Regions from separate parts of the Mus musculus genome. Here region 1 is linked to region 2. Evidence: chromatin contacts called from public HiChIP or PLAC-seq data. All regions are on one chromosome and are shown on one strand. The core of a region is the stretch at or near the end of the contact, and the rest is flanking DNA. Distances in the headings are between cores, read along the strand shown.

Region 1 (5,240 bases), core at 1,534-4,033, 920 kb before region 2:
AAGAAATGGTGCAATGGACAGCCTCATCCACCCAGACAGTGTTATTAAAACTTGATTCATGTGCATTTTGATAATTTCACAATGTTAAAAAATAACACGACTTGGAATTTACATCTCCTGCAGATCTTCAGCGTTCCAGTACAGTATGGCATTAAACAAACCTTATCTTGTTTCTGTTCACATCTTAAACCATAACCCCAAACAGAAAGTGTGTTTGTGTGTCACGCTGGGGTAAAGCATATTTTAATAGAAGTTTGTGGCTCAAGCAAGGTGTGAGATTATTTGTTAAGGTTTCTGGTGCCCAAATGAAGTTTTCAGTTTAACTAAGAATCTCAAGTCTCTAATCACCCCACCTCCTCCTAGCTGGTTCAGGTCATGCCAGCATTATTGCCCAGAAGTGGCATACAGTCTGGTAGGAGACACTGGCCTCCACCTCCTGCTTCCCACACTGCTGCCCTAAATCCACTAAACATGCTTCAAGCTGGGAAAACATCCATTTCTTGTTACACTCCTGTCAGTAGTGAGCAAGTCTGAACTGTGTTTGACAAAGGGATTCGTTTACAGAGAGAAACCCGGGCACTACTATCATATCACATAGTCATATGCCAACATAGAGTATGTGTACTGAACCATCTGTAGTGACAAAGTAGGTAACTGACAGGCTATTTCATTAAGTAGAAAGAAATTTAGCAGTAACCTCTTCTGAGAGCCAAGTACTACTAGATAGTTAAATTGAAATTATTAACAACAGAAATGCTACATTACTGGCTATTCCCCTGCGTCTCCAAGTTATTACCAAACATATTCCAAAGGTGAATGTCAAGAGCTGGCTAAACAATGAATGGATCTACAGAATAGCCTATAACCTTCACATTTGGGGCACACACAAGGATTTATCAGACACCATGCCAGATTCTTGCGCAACTTGGGTGTTTTGCTCCTGTTGCTTTGAACTGTTAAAAGCTAGGTTAGAGAAACCCTCTCCTCCTGAGCAGACCCCATACTCTGTCCACAGCAGTGATGAGACACCACACCTCGTCCACAGCAATTCAATTAGACCTGATTAGGAGGCTTGAGCAGCACCTGGAGTGCAGCAGATCCATTGTCCTTTATATGTATCAAAGGCTATCTGGTTTCACCTAAGGATTGGCAAATCCTTAGGGCACTTTACAATTCCAATGCTTCTTTCAGACTATTTCTCCACACAATATGCCCTTAAAGAACTTACTCCAAGTCAAAGCAAGGCCTTAATGTGGAATCGAACAACACTATCTGAATGAAAAATTATTCAAAGAAATAAGTCTACCCCCCACCCACTCCCCATTTGGTGGACCCAAGTTTGGTTGAATTAAATCCACAGTTATCTCATACAACTAAAAACTTAAATTATAAATCATAAGCCCCACACAGATGATCCAAACACATCATTTCTGACAGTGGCTTGTTCCAGGGAGTCTAACATAGGCAAAGCCTACAGAGTTTGCCTTAGGATGAGGCACAGAACAGGTTAATTAAGGTCACTTACCTCTTCATCATTTACAGCAGATCAGAACCCAGATGTCTGACTTCTGAAGGCTTTCTGACAGGAATCCAGTAGAGTTGATTTCAAGGTTCACACAGGCACTAGTAGCTGTAACCTTATGTTGAAGATGTGATCCAAATGAAATCTATAACTAAGGGCAGCAAATCTGAGGTAGTCAACCTTGCGAAGGCTCAGTATCTGAACGTAAAGATGTTTGAATGGCCACTTGCTGCAGGTTTGGTTTTATACACAGAGCAAATATGGAAACACTGTTGAATCTAATTCACAAATACTTAAGACAATGAAACACCCCTAAATCCAACACACATCAAGATCAGTTGTGACTCTTGAACTTCCATAATGCAACAGGGACAGTCACTGGACTTTGAGGTCTTCAGTCAGTCACTGTAGATCCATAAATCAAAACGATGAATGGCTGTTCTTGGTGGTTAGCTGTGGTCTAATTACCTTCGTAGGCTTAGCAAAGACCATTCCTTACCTATACTGTGTGTGGCTGTACTTCTGATTCTCAAGCACAGCATACTGGTTGTCTAGCTGAAGTTTAAGGGCCTGGTTTTTTGAAACCTCCTCCCTATCTCTATTTTTGTGTCTTACTACTTCAAAGCTCTTCTCCATTTCTTTATCCTTCCGGCTCTCTACATGCTTGTCAGTGGACTGCAGGGATGGGAACTGTGTGTCACTGTATATTTCCGGTGGTCCTTGTGGTGTTTTCCTTGTTGTGGTTAGCCTTGCCTCAGGAGGCCTAAATACACCACTGGGCATTGCTGGCCCCGGGGTTTCTGTAACTGTTACTGGAGCAGGAGGCGCTTGTACCAGAACGGTTTTATTCCAGGGACCTGGAGATTTTTCTGCTCCACTGCCACCTCTACCTTCTTCCCAATTATCTCCTGGATCTTCTCTCTTCTCATTATCATCATCTTGCTTTTCACTTATTTGCATTGCCTGAACTCTTAATCCACTGTAATCAACCTCTATGTGCTCAAATTCTTTCCACTCATTTTCATCCTTCGTTATGGCCTTGTCGGCCGGGCCCGCGCTCCCGCTGTCTCTGGACCTAGCACCAGAGCCCGAGCTCCCTAAGTCGCCCGACCTGGCACCTGAGACCGAGCTCCGGCCATCGCCCGGCCTGGAGCCCGCCGCCGCGCTGCTCCCGTCAGTGCCGCTCGCAACGTTGGCCGCCCGACTGCTCCGTTCCTTCTTTTTCTTGTCCCTCTTGGCGAAGAAGTTGTCCAGGCTCCGCTCCTCGGTCTCGGCCTTGACCGTGGTCCGGATGGGTGGGGGCGGCGCTCGCGGCTCCGAGTTCTGGGTCAAGGCCGCTGTGCGCTCAGGCTGCGGGGTGTGGCGTCGCCTCAGCCCCGCGGGGTCGTCGAGGCGCAGGCGGCAGGACCGCCGGCTCCCCCCGTGCTCTGGTGTGACGTCGCCTCAGCCCCACGGGGTCGCCGAGGCGCGGGAGGCAGGGCGGCCGGCTCCCCCGTGCTCTGGTGTGACGTCGACTCAGCCCCACGGGGTCGCCGAGGCGCGGTTGGCAGGGCGGCTCCCCCCGTGCTCTGGTGGTATGCTCCTCCCCGGGAACCGCGAGCGTGGAGCAGGGTCGCGCCCGCACCGCTGCCTGAGGGACTAGGAAGACGTTCCCTGGCGAAAGCTCAGCTAAGGATGGCGCCAGAAGGAGGAAGATGCTCGGGCCTGAGGAGGGGCGAGAGGACTGGGAGGGAAGGAAGGAGGGCGGGAAACCAGCTGAGAGAGGCAGCACCGCGCCTGTGCGCTCAGTTCCGTCCTCCGCTGTGGGCGTGCCGAGGGGGGCGGGCGGCGGGATGAGAAGGGGGCGGGTCTTCCGGGAGAGCCAATCAGATGTTATTTCATTTCTTTTTCATTTACCTTGCATTAAATACACAGTGCTTTCAAATTCATGGCTACTGTTTGATTTAGTTGTTGTTACCATTTGACATTGACTGAAGTTACTCTGCAGGACTTATCAACTTAGGTAGAGATTGCAGCAGTGGGCAACGAGTGTGTAACAAATTATGTACACAAAATACCCTGTTCTTTGTAAGAGGAACAGTAAGTTCTCTTGGAGACAAATAAATTCTCCTAAAATAAATATTTCCCATACTAGGGCTCTGTCTGTCCCTGGGGTGGCAGTGCAGAGCTAGTAATGCCCCAGCTGTCTGAGTCATTTGATCTCTTGAATCCCCCAAATAGAGGATCTACTGCTGTCCTGTGGCCAAGCTTCATGGTACAAGTTAATGAGGGACTCTGACCAGGCCTACCATCCTAGGGATGGTACTATTAATGTGGAAACATGGAATAAAATTGGTGAGCGAATTAGAAGCTTTTAGGCTGCTCATGGTCCTGAAAAGGTGCCCATTGAAGCTTTTACTTTGTGGTCCTTAGTAAAGGAATGCCTGAGAGTAGATACAGGAGATGAGAAATGGGCATGGGGGACTCCATCGACAGTAAACCCGAGAAAGGTAGGAAGAGTGGCTAGAATATGGGACACACATTAAGTAGACATGAATTGTTTTTAACAGGATCTCAAGGAATCCCTCAAGACACGAGGAACATGGGTTAAGAAAATTTGTTCACAGCCAAGAGCTGCTCTAGGTGGGAGGAATAGGGTTTAAAATAAAATAAAATAAATAAAGAGTAAAACACAAAACTACAAAAACATAATAACAGGTGTTAGAAAAATTCTTACATTTACGTTGTTCTTAATTCCCAGAAGTAGGAATGATATGTGTGTGTGTGTGTGTATTCATATATATATGAAAGAATTTGACAAGTTTGAGGAGTAATTAGGAGAGTTAGAAAAGCAGGGCACTGGGCAGCAACTATCAGAAGCTACCACTGTGACTCCTCACCCTTTGCTGGCAGAATTCCCAGAAGAAGGAGATAAAGAATTAGACTTTGAACATGAGAGAGAAAAAGATAGAGAGACTAGGTTTCAGAAAAGCAGTTATCCCCTGTTCGGGACCTTTTAGCAAAAGAGAAGAAAAATGGAAATAAGCTATTTTAGAGCTCTCCTAGGGACAGGAGGAAATCGGGAGACGCCTTGCTTCCTCTCTGTCTCCTATGGAGATATTCTTAGTTCTGGTTAGGATATCTGGGTCCCTTTGAGACATCAAGTTCTAATCCCTGTCTATTGTCTGTTCTTGGTGCACCAAATTGTCCATATGTCTGTCAATTTATGTTTGTTTTTGTTTTGTTGTTTGAATGAGTGTTGTTCTGTGTTTCATGTTGAAAAATATAAATGTTTAAAACTTTATCTGCTGGATGTCCATCCTTTGATTTAGTTTAACTTGTTTCAAAGGCAGTCTCAATTTGCATAGCAAAAACTGATAAGTTACACTGCACTGCAGTTGGGAGTCAAGTAGAGGTGGAAAAGCCCTGCTAGAGGCTGATTATCTACACAAGCAATTCTTAAAGGGGTCAACAGATTTTTGCTTATAACAGAAAGTTAGCTTAAAATTGGTAACTCAAGGTTGGAGTCATTCTAAACAACACATGGCATGAGCCAACCCAGGAAAACAGGTTTTTAAAGATACTTCTAAATTGGGATAATATTTTGTTTAATTATTATTCTAGAAAGTAGATTTATAAAGGATAGAAATTAAAGCAATGTCTCTTCAATGACGTATGAAAAGCTGCACTGTCATGCATTCATATATAAGAACAGGTAGACAAACTTCATAATGTGAAG
Region 2 (5,541 bases), core at 144-2,643:
CAGATATGCTAGGGGAATGATGGCACAAACCATGTAAGAAAAGCTAACCAATGTCTCTTTTGACGTAAATCCTACTCTGTAAGCTGAAACTCATAACCAATTCTGCATGAGTAGCTAGGAACCACACAGTAGATAAAATAAACACCCAGGGGAAAAACAAACACTACCACTCAAGGAAAAATATCAACGATGTGATCCCCAATGATATTCTGTTATACTCAAGACCAGTGTCTTATTCTGTCACCATCCAAGAAGCTTCCTCCTGCATCAGACAGGAAGAGATGCAGAAACCTACCCACAGATGTTAAGTAAAGACAAGAGTCCTTGTCACAGACCTTTAAATCAAACCTACCCCAAAATAGGTCAGGCAACTGCATGTGAGAAAGAATGAAATAGCCAGATGTGTTAGAGGACCCAAGGAGAAAAGGCTATCTGAATCAAATGAACCAGGTTCATGTGAATTTACAGAGAAAAAAGCAATAAACACAGGGCCTGTATAGGTTTGTGCCTGGTCCTCTGGCATATATTATAACCTCTAAGCACCACCAGCCCAAGAAACAGGTAACTTCTTGGAATGCTGCAGGTTGCAAGTCTTAGGAAAATGATAAATCCTCATAGCCTATACAACCCCCTGTAGCATGTGACCCAAGTCCATCTCTTAGTCAGGATGTAATATCTAATAAAGCTTACCCACATGGTGGAATTCATTTTTCTCTGGCGATTCTCTGGTTTAACAGAACCAACAATATATCTTCTCTTCAGCCATACTTTGCAGCAATCTTGTCTTTGTTTTTCATTCAAACCTAAGGTGTAACATTAATACTTAATCCTATGAAGACACATTTTGAATGCTGTATTTACATCAAAACCTGCATATACCTCAGTGTAAAATTAATGGAGATTGTAACTTTACTCAGTAAATGTTAATATTTACAGCCATTTGATGGTGCTTTATAACCTACATTTTCTAATTCGGTGAAATCTGCAATGGTCCCTCATATAACTAATATCTACAAAGCTCTTTTGGAATGTCTATTCAGTCCCCTGTTAAAAGGGAAATGAAGTAGCAAACAGAGAAACAGGGGAGTTAAGAAACATGGGAGAATTTGAGTTCAAGGAGCTTTATTGAGGCTTTATCAAAGAGAACTCCTGTGTACAAACTACAGAGGCTGCCAAGGATCGAAGAGGTTATTTAGAAAAATATTCTGGCAAGTATACAATTAATTCAAGCATCACCAAAACCCCCAGGTTCATAGAATCTCAAACTTCCTAAAAATGGTAAGATACCCACAACAGAATTGTGAGTGTGGCAGGAGAAACTGCACCCCTGCTCCACACCCCTGCTCTGCTCCTGCCCATTTCCCATCCCAACAGCTCCACTGACCTTGAAGGTGAAAGCTGCTGAATGTTCTGGGAGTAAGGCACAGCAGCTGCAGCTTAAGGAGGTACCTCAAATACTCTCCCAATACAACTTCCTGAACACTAGGCATCTGAGATACATTGTCTTTTAAATATGAAGGACAAGCCCCCTTTTAAAACCTGTGGAACAGATATTTTACAATTTTCAGAACCCCAACTTTCAGAATTACAAGTCTTACTTCAGATTAGAAATTATCTTTTCTCTACTGGACATGTGCAAGGTCATTCTGTGCTTCCTGATCAGATATATGAAGGTAAGGATTAGTTTAATTTCTTTTTTTTGGGGGGGGGGGTTTCAAGACAGGGTTTCTCTGTATAGCCCTGGCTGTCCTGGAACTCACTCTGTAGACGAGGCTGGCCTCAAACTCAGAAATCCACCTGCCTCTGCCTCCCTAGTGCTGGGATTAAAGGCGTGCGCCACCATGCCTGGCTTAGTTTAATTTCTTAACAAAAGCTTGTTGCTTTTCCTATGAAGATAACATAGCAAGATCTTACATTACAAATCACCACTGCACTCAGAAAACTGCTCCTGCATTCCTGCAAATCTGTTAGCTCAGCTTGGGTATTTAACCCCTGATGAGCCTATATCCCTGGGATTTAAAACAGACAAATGTTACACATGTCCTGTCTTTGGGAAAGTTTGCTTTTATTCCTGTATGTATATATGCTGAATTCTCATTGTTATTTATACCTTTGCCTAACCTGGGGAAACCTTCAAAGATATGATACAGTATTTGTTTTATTAGTTTATAATGCCAAGGCCTCAAAATCAGAAAATACTTAAAAGGCATATTAAACTTAAAAGGCGTATTAAAATTGGTGTTTGACTCTTAGTTTCTCATATTCCACTGACATCTCCTATAATTCACAGGGACAGGCTATTGTAGAATGAGCTCATCAAACCTTAAAAGATATAGACATCTAAATTACAAAGTAGGGCTGGTGAGATGGCTCAGTGGGTAAGAGCACCCGACTGCTCTTCCGAAGGTCTGGAGTTCAAATCCCAGCAACCACATAGTGGCTCACAACCATCTGTAACAAGATCTGATGCCCTCTTCTGGAGTGTCTGAAGACAGCTACAGTGTACTTACATATAATAAATAAATAAATCTTTTTAAAAAAGTAAAATTATAATTATTGATCTCCTTATAATACTTTATATAACAATAAATAAGTCAATTTTTTAAACTTTTCTAGCCCCTAATAAAATAAAGACCTATTAACAGGATAATAAAAATGACTGATGTTTTTCTGGGAGAAGATCTGTTTATATATTTACAGGACTCTGCAGAGAATTTGTATGTACATGAAGAACAACTTGTCCTCAAGGAGATTAAAATCACAACTTAATATTCAGTGAAAACCTATACATCAAAATTAGGATAAAGTAAAGTTTAAAGTATGAAATAAAAATATAAGCAGAAAAAAAATCTCACATGCTCTCTCAATTTATATCCACCCATCAAGGATGCACTCGCCTTGCAGAGTCACAGCTGGATAACAGAGTGTTAGGGCTCCATCCTCTCAGATGAGGTCATGCTTCCATCCCACCTCAGTGTCCTCTATGACCATTGGGCTAAATGTCCCTTTTTTGTGTGTACACAGCAGTCTCCTCTGTGGTGGCTAGCTGGTAGCCTGAGGCTCCTGGCCTACTTGCTCATGCAATGGCTGTTGGCTGACACCACAGATCTCCTGCCCAGGTATCTGCTGTGTGAATGATAGGGTTGCTCTTATTCTCTGTCTCAGAAAGCACCTCTGAATAATAACTTAGTAAAATCATTCTCTTTTTCTGCTTCCCTATCTCTGACTCATTTGCCCTTTGTAAGTCATCCACCTCTTTTGGGTTAAAAGGAGGATGGAGAAACATAGGGAGGAAGAGGTAGGAGAGGAGAAGGAAGTAAAGGAGGAAGAGGAGGGGAGGAGGAGGAGGAGGTTGTAGGCAAGGAGCAGGGACCCTGAGTACCACCTTCTCATATTACAGAGAGTGAGTTAGAGTAGCTGTCACCAGCATTTCCAGTCTGGGGACACTAAGGTGAAGAGCAAGCAGGTCAGATTTGCAAATGGAACCTGACCTCTTGCTCTGTAACCAAAGTGACTGTAGGAGGTCACCAAGGTGTGGGAGGTAAAGGTGTGGGTGGTAAAGACATGAGAGATATAGGAGTGGAAGTTGTGGGAGGTTTTGGTGTGGGAGGTGTAGGTATGGGAGCTGTGGGAAGTGGAGTTGTGTTCCTTCTGCAGTAGCTGAAATTGCATCTTAAAGGGCAGCTGCCTACTCTGTCATGTCATACTGCCTTGTCTGATTCAAGGATAGTGGCATTTGTTGCTCCAGAAGGGAGCATCAGAGAAGTTCACAGATGGAGGTTCCAGCCAGTCATACCAGCTCCCTACATGGGAGACAGAGACAGGAACACCCACCCTCCAGGAGTTCACACAGTAACACATGTGTTAGTCAGGGTCCTTTAGGAGAGGATCTGAGACAGAATACATATCATAAGGAAGACTGGTTGCATTGACTTCCATGATATGGACCCAGTGGTTCCTCTATCCATGAGCTGGATGACTTAGCAGTTCCAATATGGTGTTGAAGGCCTTGGGCATTCCTGGAGAGTCTCTGGGCTTCAGCCCATATTGAAAGGCTGAAGAAACTGGGCTTCTCAAAGAAATGAGACAGGCACACTTACCAGCAAGGAATGAAGGTAGGCAAACAAATAGCAGTGTATTTTCCTTTAACTTCTGTCTCCTCTGGGAATCTTCACCCACCCTAGAAACACCTCTATAGACCCACACAGAGGTTTGTCTCATAGTTAATTTCAGATCCAACCAACTAGACAATCAGAATTAGCCTTCATGCTGTGCTGAGCCCCCTGCAAGTCCAGAAGAAAGCTCCAGGCATGTAGCCTTTAGGAATCCTCACTTGCCCTGGGGTGGGGTTTTCTATGCTGAAGCAGCTTTTGAGTCACTGCTCTGCCAAGTAACCCCACACACTCCCTGATCCACTGAGTCATACCTTGGTGGGAGGGTGTCTTTGGTCTGTGGTGGTACTCTCTGTGGGCTGTCTAGACATTGTTCACCTCTCCCCAGGAGTCACCCAGTAGCAGAGATGACTTCATGGCACCTTTGTCCCATCTGTAGGAACCTTTGTCCCACCTGTAGGGCCCATCTGTAGGGACCTTTGTCCCATATGTAGGGACCTTCGTCCCATCTGTTGGTCGGTAGTGAAATTGTTACCCTCTTGTCGTGAACCACCCATCTGATTCAGAGACCTCTGGGTCATTTCTCTGGTTTTGGTTGTCCCAGTGGAAGTGGACAAAGATGTCTTTGGGTTTGTAGATGATGATGTTTTCTGAAACGCGTGCTTTCTGTTTGCAGCTGTCCTCTCAGGCCTTAAGGACCGGAGGACTGTGGTCCGCAGACTTACTAAGAGGACCTACAGGCTGCCACCCTGGGGGATGCCCTGGGAAGTTGGGAGAGCCAGGGCTGTCTGGTAGTTTCCGGAGATCGATCAGAGGGACCGAGTTCTGTTGTTGAAGCTGGCCTGCTTGTGGAGGACACAAAAGGGTCACGTGTGTCTAGATCTGTTGGTTTTTGTTTTGTGGTCTTTTTTGTGTGTGTTTTGTTTTTTTGTTTTTCGAGCCAGGGTTTCTCTATATAGCCCTGGATGTCCTGGAATTCACTTTGTAGACCAGGCTGGCCTCGAACTCAGAAATCCGCCTGCCTCTGCCTCCCAAGTGCTGGGATTAAAGGCGGGCGCCACCATGGCCGGCTGTTTTGTGTGTTTTTTTATATGTGTTTAGAGCTATGTGAAAATCTAGAGAAGCGAAGGTAATTCTCATAGGTGCTTGTGTGTGCTAGAGATGATTTACACATGAGAGAACGGGTTTGAAAAAGCAGTACTTTCTGACTATCTGGCGATAATTTGGTGAAAGAGAAAAAACAGACAGTATCAATTGGTCTTTGGAGCCCAGCACCTGTAGTTAGAAGTCTAGTGTGGCTTGAGAAGTCCTGCTAGAAGCTAATTGTAAATGCTGCTCTGAAAGAAGACCTGAAAGCCCCACACTGCTTCCAAGATAGAGATTCGCTCTACATTAGACACCACCGCACAGAAAACCTTGAGATTCAGTG

The links. HiChIP or PLAC-seq counts read pairs in DNA pulled down with a chosen protein or histone mark.
Region 1: a contact with region 2 is called in an H3K4me3 HiChIP or PLAC-seq map of embryonic stem cells, with 10 times the contacts expected there. The contact joins two enhancer-like sites. A contact is called at or near these places in 1 of 484 Hi-C or Micro-C datasets (LSK cells), 4 of 115 datasets of contacts at active chromatin or transcription factors (embryonic stem cells and stem cell-derived neural progenitor cells) and 2 of 9 other capture datasets (embryonic tail and embryonic trunk).

What each region holds. Positions count from the first base shown.
Region 1 is chr4:146,472,889-146,478,128 of GRCm38.p6, reverse strand. It overlaps the pseudogene Vmn2r-ps16 and the pseudogene Gm13241. Among named protein-coding and RNA genes, the nearest start is that of Zfp992, 26 kb to the right of the region's middle. Within about 2 kb of position 2,783, at least 13 of the 459 cell types and tissues checked have an H3K27ac peak or open chromatin away from gene starts, as enhancers often do. A contact at or near this core is called in embryonic stem cells, where this site is marked.
Region 2 is chr4:145,552,708-145,558,248 of GRCm38.p6, reverse strand. No RefSeq gene overlaps it. Among named protein-coding and RNA genes, the nearest start is that of Gm13212, 30 kb to the left of the region's middle. Within about 2 kb of position 1,393, at least 11 of the 459 cell types and tissues checked have an H3K27ac peak or open chromatin away from gene starts, as enhancers often do. A contact at or near this core is called in embryonic stem cells, where this site is marked.